2 separate regions of the Lactuca sativa genome follow, and region 2 is linked to region 1. The links are chromatin contacts, called in public Hi-C maps. All regions are on one chromosome and are shown on one strand. Each heading gives the region's core, a stretch centred on a gene start, on an enhancer-like site or on the middle of the called end of the contact. The rest is flanking DNA. Distances are from core to core; before and after follow the strand shown.

The links. Hi-C and Micro-C count contacts between places; a contact is called where the count stands out from the background.
Region 2: a contact with region 1 is called in a Hi-C map of seed, with 3 times the contacts expected there. The contact joins the promoter of LOC111896330 here to the promoter of LOC111896317 in region 1. A contact is called at or near these places in 2 of 4 Hi-C or Micro-C datasets (leaf and seed).

Annotation. Positions count from the first base shown.
Region 1 is chr3:153,995,739-154,001,027 of Lsat_Salinas_v11, reverse strand. It overlaps LOC111896317 (proline dehydrogenase 2, mitochondrial), which reads left to right and starts at 3,309. Exons shown (of 4, transcript XM_023892330.2): 1 at 3,309-4,020; 2 at 4,212-4,860; 3 at 5,153-5,289. The coding sequence starts at 3,433.
Region 2 is chr3:154,334,098-154,339,386 of Lsat_Salinas_v11, reverse strand. It overlaps LOC111896330 (probable inactive ATP-dependent zinc metalloprotease FTSHI 3, chloroplastic), which reads left to right and starts at 2,302. Exons shown (of 5, transcript XM_042900311.1): 1 at 2,302-2,469; 2 at 2,567-3,567; 3 at 4,681-5,004. The coding sequence starts at 2,460.

The sequences.
Region 1 (5,289 bases), core at 2,060-4,559:
TTTGTTCCACGTTTGGTGCATACTATTTGTTTTTGTTACATTTTTGTTCTCTGTCTTATCTAAAAAAATTATTATTTAAATAGAGAAAAATGGTGGGGTAAACAAGGTAAGGTTAGAAGGTTGGGTTGAGGGAGTGTTTATTTAAATAAATTAAAAAATCAAGGAAAAAAATATCTTTTTAGGTAAGACATGGACCTAACGCGTAACAAAAACAAACAGTAGAAATCTTCCGAGTTAAAAAATAAGTTATGGACTAAACATACAAATTACCCTAAACCATAGGGACCATTCGTATAATTTACTCTAAATTTAATTAAGTATGTTACATTTAGAAAAACTTAAAGTATATGTATTTATTTTAAAACACCTACTATATACATTATTATTATTTTTATTTTTATATTTTTCTAAAAATTTAATTTAATGATTTTTAACCCAAGAAAAAACTTAATATTTGTGGGTGTCAGGGTTTTACCGGTCCCAAAACCCTAAAATAGACAATTTCAAAAAATATAATGAACTTACTAAAAAATAATATAATTTTCTTTAATAATCAGATAAAAATATATTGAATTTCTATATGATATGACGTTTATTAACAAAGAAGTTAATCACTAAAAAAATAAAGCTACTTATTGCGAGATAACAATGTTTTATCCTTTAATAAAGAAAAATGTACTCCAATGACAAAAATAGCCTTGTGAATTAGCAAAATAGCTATTTTTATAAGAAAACAAAAACATTGAGGAGCACATTAAATTCATGAAATAGTTCAAGTTAAATCGTGAAACATTATTTTAGCGAAATTATGTTCACTAATGCACGAATAAGTCTCAAGTGTGGATTCTTTGTATTGTAGTTTTGAACCCGTTTTTGTCGATATACTCGAACAATTTTCTTTCTCATAATATAATTTACAATATTGACCATATTTTTCTAATTTGGATTCTCGTCGTATTTCTTATTAGTCAATCGGTGAACTAGTCAATTATGTGATAAGATTTTTAAAAGAAAAGGTCGACCAATTATAACAAAAGTTCATATTTCTAAACAAGATTTTCAAAGAAAAGATTAATGATTAGGATTGAACGATCAATTTTAACAAAAATTTTTATTAGTCAGTTGTAAAGTTATTTTCGGCTAATTAATAATTGTATTTTTTGGTACAATCTAGATATGTATTGAAAAATGTATCAATAAAACCATACAAGTTTGATAAATTTTTATTACATTTTTCTATCTTCCAAAAATAAAAAAGATAAAAAGAAAAAGTTGGAGATATTTAATTTCTATACAGAAATTGACAAAAATGGACTTGTGGTACCATGCGTGAGTGAACCGGACCCACAATCTTCCTGAGTTGTCTACTTTACCTGCCCTTTTATCAACAGATTCCGGATTCTTCCGTATTTTATTTTCCCTTTTTTGCTTCACTTAAGTATATTTATTTTAAATATAGAACAAGATTCATAATAAATTAAATAAATAGAAATCAAATTAAATAAATGGATACCAAATTAAATAAGATATCATTATCCTCGTTTTTATGCGCTTTCTAACGCTTTTTAAGTTATTTATCCGTTATTAATTAAAATATCCCATATTAAAAGATGAGAAATTAAATATATGGAGATTCATATACTTTAATAACTTGATTTTCTTTCCAAAAAATATACATTATATGAAAAAATATAAAAATATTAGGAAGAATTTCGTTTATATCCTTATAAACTTTTATAATTACGTTCATATCCTTGTAAAACTTCAAATTAATATATATCCTTATAAAACGTATAAACTTACTGACACACATTATATATATATATATAATTTAATGAGAACTAATATATTTAAAAAGTTAAACAATCTTTAAATTATATTATAACTAAATTAGTAATATACATATTTGCAATCATTCTCATAATCGGTTTCCATATTCACAGTATGGTTATTCATGACATGATTCTTTGTTGCTTAATATTCTGAATAGTCGATTAGCAAAACCTGCTAATTACATATTTTAATCGATTACTAAACAATATATTTCATCTTCTACAATTGATTTAGGAGAACTACAATTATTCTCGTCTAAGCAAATTTTTTTTCTTCCTCCGGTTCTTTAGGTAAGATCATGGAAAAACTAACTCCAATGTGGGTTTGAGTATTTTGTAAGGATTTATCAAGTAAATAGGATGAGAATAGTAATATGAAAGAACTGTAATATTGTAATGTTACAAGTTAATTAGTATTTTAATAATAAGAAATCAATTTAAAGATAATGTTTTTAAATTTTAAATAGGTTAAATTAAGTATTTTGTTATATATGTGAGTTTATAAGCTTATAAGGATATACATATAATTTGAAATTGTAAAAGAATATAGACATAACTATGAAAATATTCAAAAATATAAGCAAAATTTACCCAAAATATTAAAATCTTCTTCTTGTTTTGACATATCCAGATTTAATTAAACAGTAAATTTAAATTTTAACACTCATATAGTCATATCCTTCAAACAGTTGGAAAAAAAATAAAACTAGCCAATAACTTTTTATAGAAAATATTATGTGGAACACTCTATAAAATTTAACCAAACTATAACAAACATAGCATTAGTTAAAAACATTAATTTTGTAACATACTTACATTAACTACTTCAAAACGTATTATATATTTTGATTTAATAAGTAGCAAAAATTTATTTCATGTTTTGTAGTATATTTATAAAAAAAAGTATGTTGATTCGTATACAATAATTTTTTTTATACATAATAATTTATATTTGAAAATTATATACTATACAATTTTATAAAATATAAATTATATATAAAAAAACCTATAAATATATAAATCAATTAAGATCAATTAAATTACACTACATTAAAAATTTAAAAAGAATGAAATTATAAAGTAGATTCAATTACATTTTTATTTTTATTTTTATAAAATCATTGTGAAGAATCTGAGGAGAATATTCTATGAAACTTTCCGGCACGGAATCTTTCTACTTTGGCGGTGCCGACTAGTTTGTCGAAACAGAATCTCCGGTCTCAACCCCGTGACTTTAGCACTTCCTTTTATGACATTTTTACCCCTGGTCCACACCAAATCCCATGGACCCCACTACACCATAACTAAATACGGATTTTTCTACTTTTCCAAAATTTACTCCCTCCAAATATGGATAGATCAATTTCCACAAAAAACCCGAAACGTACGTGAAACGGGTCGGGTTTCGGATCCAACCCGAATTTACATATTTTTTCCTATATATACCTTGCTATGTTTCAAGTCATCCTCACAAAAAAAAACTGGTTTGTTATTACACCCTAAAAATTAGCATTTTAGCAACACCGTTGTTTTTCAACGTCTTCTTCATCAACCGTCGTTAGTCGCCACCACCACAACCACCAATCACCGTCGACCATTGATGGCCATGACCACCAATGGCTCCTCTTCAAAATTGATCCGATCATTTGTCCACCGTGTGAAGTCATCCCCTACCACCACCCTCACCACACCAAGATTCCGTTCTGCACAAAGAACAACCATCAACACAACGGCAACAACAATCTTCCCAACTCCGCCACCAACACCACCGACGACCACCATCGTTCCTGACCATTCACGTGACGCCATATTCGATTTCGAGGATACGAAAGGTTTGTTCTCATCCGTTACAACCGGGAAACTTCTCCGGTCGGCGGCGAACCTGAACCTGGCGGCGGTGGAGCCGGTGGTGGATATGGGTGTTTGGGTTATGAAGTCTAGGCTCATGCAAGTGGGTTTGTTTAGAGAGATTGTTTTGGGTGTCATTAAACATACGTCGTATGAACATTTTGTTGCCGGAGCGGATACGGAAGAAACGGGTCGGACTGTTAAGAAGCTTTGGGAATCCGGGTTGAGAGGGATGTTGGATTATGGTTTAGAACATGCGATTGATAATGAATCTTGTGATATAAACGCTCAAGAATTCATCAAAACTGTTGAATCAACACAATCTTTACCTCCTTCTTCTGTAAGTTGTTTTTACATTTCCATGATTTTTCAAATATTTTATTCTGATTTTCTTTATATTTTCTCAATTCAAGATTCCCTTTTTATATTTCTTGATTTAAAAAAACCCATGTACGATTCGTACCACGAAATGATTTTGATTCTTTGATACAGTGAATCTTTGTAAAATTAATCATTTTTTTTTGAAAACAGGTTAGCTTCGTGGTTGTGAAGATCACTGCAATTTGTCCAATTTCTTTACTTAAAAGGGTGAGTGATCTTCTTCGATGGGAATACAAGAATTCTTCATCGACGAATCTTCCATGGAAGCTTAAAACCCTTCCGATCTTTTCAGAATCAAGCCCATTTTACCACACTTTAGAAAAACCATCACCATTAACACCCGAAGAAGAACACGATCTCGAATTAGCCCATCAGAGACTCGTAAAAATCTGCAACAAAAGCATCGAATCCAAAGTTCCGGTAGTAATCGATGCTGAAGACACTTCAATCCAACCAGGAATCGATTACTTTACATACTCAGCCGCTGTCATGTACAACAATGGCGAAAAGCCCTTAATTTTCGGCACAATCCAAGCTTACCTGAAAGACGCCGGCGAACGGCTGTACGCCACCAAGAAAGCCGCCGATCAAATGGGATTACCAGTTGGATTCAAGTTAGTTAGAGGCGCTTACATGTCGAGTGAATCCCAATTGGCTAATTCTTTAAACGTTGAATCTCCCATTCATAATAGCATCATCGATACACACAATTGTTACAACGATTGTGCTTCGTTTATGCTTGATGAAGTCTCAAATGGACCCGGTGGACTCATTCTCGCTACCCATAATCTTGAATCAGGTAAAAGATTGAATCTTTTTGAGTTTTTTTATTCTGGGTATTGTTGTTTTGAATCATTTCCACGATTTGTGTCTTGAATTCGTATTTTAAACGTATCGAAAAGATAAACGAAGTGCACAAAATTTGATAAAAAATGTATTGTGAATCAGGATTGTTGTACTTGTATTGGTTCTTGAAAACCGATGGTTGAAAACTATTCGAAATCCGAGGTATTTCTTGAGACGACATTCAAGATCTCTGTTACTAAACGAATTCAATCTAACTTTTTTCACTTTTTTTTGAAATTTAACAGGAAAATTAGCTGCACAAAAGGCAAGAAATTTGGGAATTGGGAAAGATAGTGAGAAGCTTGAGTTTGCCTCACTTTATGGAATGGCAGAAGCGATGACATTTGGGTTGCGAAACGCTGGATTTGGTGTAAGCAAGTAT
Region 2 (5,289 bases), core at 1,053-3,552, 340 kb before region 1:
CGAGATAAATAGATTATTCTCTTAAATCATCCTTTTGCATATTAGTGTTTGTAAACCATTAGTGGCATGCACTCCCTCTCAGGCATTTTTTATGGGACACTCTGATGATTGGAATAATATTGTTATTGTTAAGAATTTGAAAACAAATGTATTGAGATTTTATAGTTTATGGAAAGTGGTTTTGAATATTTAAAAATGAAAATTTTGTTTTGTAAATTGGGTCATTACACAGCTGGTCCGACTCAACCCAGTATACCAACACATATCAACATATACCATAACAATAAATAACTAGCAGGTACAGGTAGTCATACAGATCAAACATATCACTACATCATAACAACATCCTATATACCAGGATACAGATCTAACAAATCACTAGAACATAGCTACATCGTATATACCAGTATACAAATCTAACATATCGCTACAACATAGAAACATCCTATATACCATAATATATATATATCTAACAGATCACTACATCATAACACATATATACTAGGATACAGATCTAACAGATCACTACAACATATCAACATACAGTAACCAGGATATTAATCCAATGGGTCGGCCTTGGTACCTTTGACCCATAAGTACAATGAGGAAAACTCACTTCACAGTCTGAATGTAGTCTGAATAACTCCCCACTCCAACAACCGGCTCAACCCAAGTCCTAAATGTCAAAACATTTCCTATTCTAAATTAATAATTTTTTCCCAAAATACCCTTGGTCAAAGTTGGTCAAAATCCACAAGTTAACCGAGTCAACACAGCCGAGTCGACTCAGGCTTCGTACGCGGGGTGTACTCCAGGTCCGAGGTATCGAGGCTAATTTTGCACATGTGCAACATACCATTTGGTACACCCAGCGTACGCAACAGCTACCTTCTTAACCGATTAAGAGTTTATTAGTCCGATTTATCACGTCCAAAAGCAGATCTAAGTCCCAAATAACATTTTTGACCATAAAGTTTCCAACATTATGGTCTTACATGGCCAATAAGGTCTTAACATCAAAACCTCAACCACTTAACCCACTAAGACCTTAAAACACATGCATGGAAGGAAAGGCATGATCAATACTACATTTTGATGTTTCTAAACACCTCAAAGTGACTGAAAGGACAGCTTAAATGGACTAGAGTAGCTCATACTCAAAATACCCAAATAATGGGACCCAAAGTACATAAACTCCATGGCTAACTTAGATCTATGCAAAGAATAATCAAGTTCATAACTTTATACCTCAAAATGGATCTTGAACGTGAGGTGTTCTTGGATCTAGAAGGTCTTGATCTTCCAAGATGATGCTTCTTTCTTCACCTTGCTTCAAAAGCACCAAAAAACACACACTTTTGAGCTCAAATGATCACATACAAGGGATTAAGTTTGCTAAGGACGAAATGAAGGTTGGAGGTTAGAAAGGGAATGCAGAATGAAGAGTTAATGATGTTTATATATGGACCAAACCCTAAAATTAGGGTTTGAAGTTTTCTTGCGTACACCCTGCGTACTAGGGTCCGCCCTAGTACGCTCAGTGTACACACGTATGCCCATCGTACTACCTATTTGTCCAAAATCACCAAAATGCCACTATCGGCCATTCATGTAATCATTTTCAAGCCCAATGGTCAAAATGCAATATTCTTTCATACTTAGGGTTAAAATTGAAAATACCTCATCATCGGGATGTTACATATATATTAAGAGTTTTTGCATTGTATTAGTACAATGGGGGTACTAATTGGTGACACATTACCAAAGAAGGTCATAAGTGGTTTGAGGTAACACGAGTGAAGCGAATATTCCTGGCTTCACCTACAAATTTACATCTATGAAACAATTGTATTATGTGAACAACTTTAACAAGCTGGATGGTCGAATGTGAACAAAAAAGAAAATTGCCTAGATGTGAACAAAACCTATAGTTCATTATCCTCCTTGGTAACTATCTCTGCCACATATACGCTACATAAGCTATAACTTGCTATAGCCGATCATAATTATCATATGTGAACATTTCTAGCAAGTCCGTTGCCTACATATGTAAAAATAGTTACCCAAATGTGAACACTTTCAATAAGTTCATTACCCTAACAAGTCAATTTCCGTATTCATTTTACATGTAGAATATTCATTTCTCTAAATAATTAAATGGATTTGACAATTTGTATATTTGTAGTGACAAAGAGGGTTTAGAAGGGGTCGAGATATCACCTCTGGATATTATAGGGACTAAAGTGAAAAATTGACATGGTATTCTGCCATTTAGGAAATTAAAGCCCCTCGGATATTATTGATGATATTTCCTTGAAAACTGCTGGATAAGCTTCTTGAACATCAGAAACGATTTCTCATCATCTGAAAGATACTGTGAAACTACAAAAACGAAGGAATTGGAAACGGATTCCGTATCATCAAGAACAACTAGATGCTTCTGTTAAGTTTCCAAGCTTATGGGACAAGGTAAGTTGTTTGCAGAAGTCTAATTTGGGTTGAAATTCTGTCTGGGTCTATGTTAATCTTTGAAATTTCATGGGAAATTTGAATGCGATGTCTGTAGAAATGGCAGCCTTTCCTGTTCTACTGAACAGTGGATCCTTGAGTAGTTCTGGAATGTCAAGGCTTCGTGTTATGCACACCAGGTGTTCGATGAAATGCAAAATCCCGTCTTATTCAGTGTCCAATTCATGCCACAGTTCACATTCATTTCCTTCAGTAAATTTTAAATCGCAAAAGAGGTTGTCAAGTATTAGGTCCCTGATTAACGAAAACGGAAACAAAGAAAACCATTCGAGGAACAGGGAGCCTAGTTTCTTGCGAAAGGGATTTAAGCTTAGACTACAACCAAGGTTGCGATTACTCTCTTCAAGATTGAAAAGGGTATCAATTCGTTCTATGTTAAACGACCTTGGAACTTACCTTCGCAAAAACATGAAAAAAGTAACTCTATCCACTTCGATTTCTGTTGTATTAGGGTTGTGTTATTTGTTCTTGAAGTTAACATCAATGCCAACTCCTAAAATCGTCCCATATTCAGACTTAATTACAAATATTCAAAGTGGATCTGTTATAAAAGTTCTATTTGAGGAAGGATCACGAAAAATATACTACAATACTGGCTCAATTGGAGTAGAAACCCCTCAAAATTCAGAAAATTCAGAAAACAAGAACAGTGGAATAAACGATGATGACGAAAATTCTGTAAAGAAAGATGACATTACAAGTTCAAATGTGTTAAGAAAATTGACAAGGACAAAATCGTCATTACCCGAGTGGCAATACTCAACAAGAAAGATCGACCATGATGAGAGTTATCTTCTTGGATTGATGAGAGAGAAAGGGATTACATATAGTTCATCTCCACAATCAATGTTAATGTCAATGAGAAGTATCTTAATTACGATTATATCCCTTTGGATTCCATTAACTCCATTGATGTGGCTTCTTTATCGCCAACTTTCTGCTGCTAATAGCCCTGCAAAAAAACGAAGGCCTAGCAATCAAGTAGTTAACTTTGAAGATGTTGAAGGTGTTGATACTGCAAAAGTAGAGCTTATGGAGGTAACCCTTCTTTTTTTCTTTAATGTGATGACGTTTTTTTTTTTTTTAACTTTCTTTATGTGGAAGTACAACAAATCAAACTATACTTTATTCTAAAGCTGTGTTTGGCGCATCACAGCTAGCTTATTTTTTGAGCTTTTTTAAATTGACATGACAAGCCAAAAAGTAGCTGATAAGCTACTGTATCTAAGACTATGTTTGGCATACTAGCTGTTAGCTGAAAAAATTGATGCTTGGTAAAAATTAGCTGAAAAGCTAGCTGGAAGATATAAAATGACATGAAAGAACATTTAGAAAAATGTTATTTTTATAATTAATTAAGGGTATATATGGAAAGTATTTAAAAATCTCCTGAAAGTAGCTTTATAAAAAGCTAGTTTTTGACTTGTCAAATATGACAACTTAAAAAAGTTCGAAAACTAAGCTAGCTGTGGCGCGCAAGACACAACCTTAGACTAGCTTTTCAGGAGTTTTTTTAAAATCTTCCGAATATACCCTTAATTAATTATTGAAAAAACATGATTCTTTTAAATGCTCTTTTATGTTATTATATATCTTCCAACTAGCTTATCAACTAGTTTTTATGGAACGTTTTTTTTTGTAACCTAGCTTATAGGCTGTGTTTAGCGCGCCACAGCTAGCGGATAAGCTAGTTTATATTTCGAGCTACTTTTAAGTTTTCATGTTTGGCAAACCAACAAGTAGCTTATAAGCTAGCTTTTTAAAAAGCTACTTAGACTAACTTTTTAGGAGCTTTTTTAAAATTTTCAAATATACCCCTTAATTAATTATAGAAATACATTTTTTTTAAATATCATTTTATGTCTTTCAGCTACCAGTTGACTTTTTACTTAACAACTAGCTTTTCAGCTATCACGCCAAACATAGCCATAAGCTAGCAGGTAGCTTTTCAGTTAGTCTGTCAAACATAGCCTAAGTTGCAATGACTAGTTTCTTCAAAATGGTTATTCTTCCAACAACCCCTTAACTGGCCCACACTTCCCTGCCAGTTTACCGCCTTACACACAGCTTTATTGCTTGTAGCTGCTTTTTTTTTTTCTTCAAAATTAAGGAAACTTACTAAGAATGGATTTTTATTGTTTCTTGTTATAGATTGTGTTATGTCTTCAAGGTTCTATCAATTACAACAAACTCGGGGCAAAGTTACCGAGAGGAGTCCTGCTAGTGGGCCCACCGGGGACGGGGAAAACACTATTAGCGCGTGCAGTGGCGGGAGAAGCCGGGGTGCCATTTTTCACGGTGTCTGCGAGTGAATTTGTGGAGATGTTTGTTGGAAGAGGTGCAGCGCGTATTAGAGACCTTTTTAATGTTGCAAGAAAGAATTCACCTTCCATTATCTTCATTGATGAACTTGATGCTGTTGGGGGAAAACGTGGTAGAAGCTTTAATGATGAAAGAGATCAAACCCTAAATCAAGTAACTTCCATCTTTCCATATAATTATAAACTTTTTATGCATTTCTTGTGAGTAAAAGTCCTTATAGTTTGTGTTTTTTTCTGGATTAAACCCGTCTTTATTTTTTTTAAGAAAAAGACCTTATATTTTTTTCGAGAAAACCCTCAATTTTGTCTTTTTTTTTTTTTTAAAAAAAAAAACCTTCATCCTTCTAAATGTTTCCAAATAAATCCTCAACCTTTTTAGTTTTTCCTAAAAAAACCCTCACATTTTACAACTTTTTTATTTAGAAAAATGACTGAAATG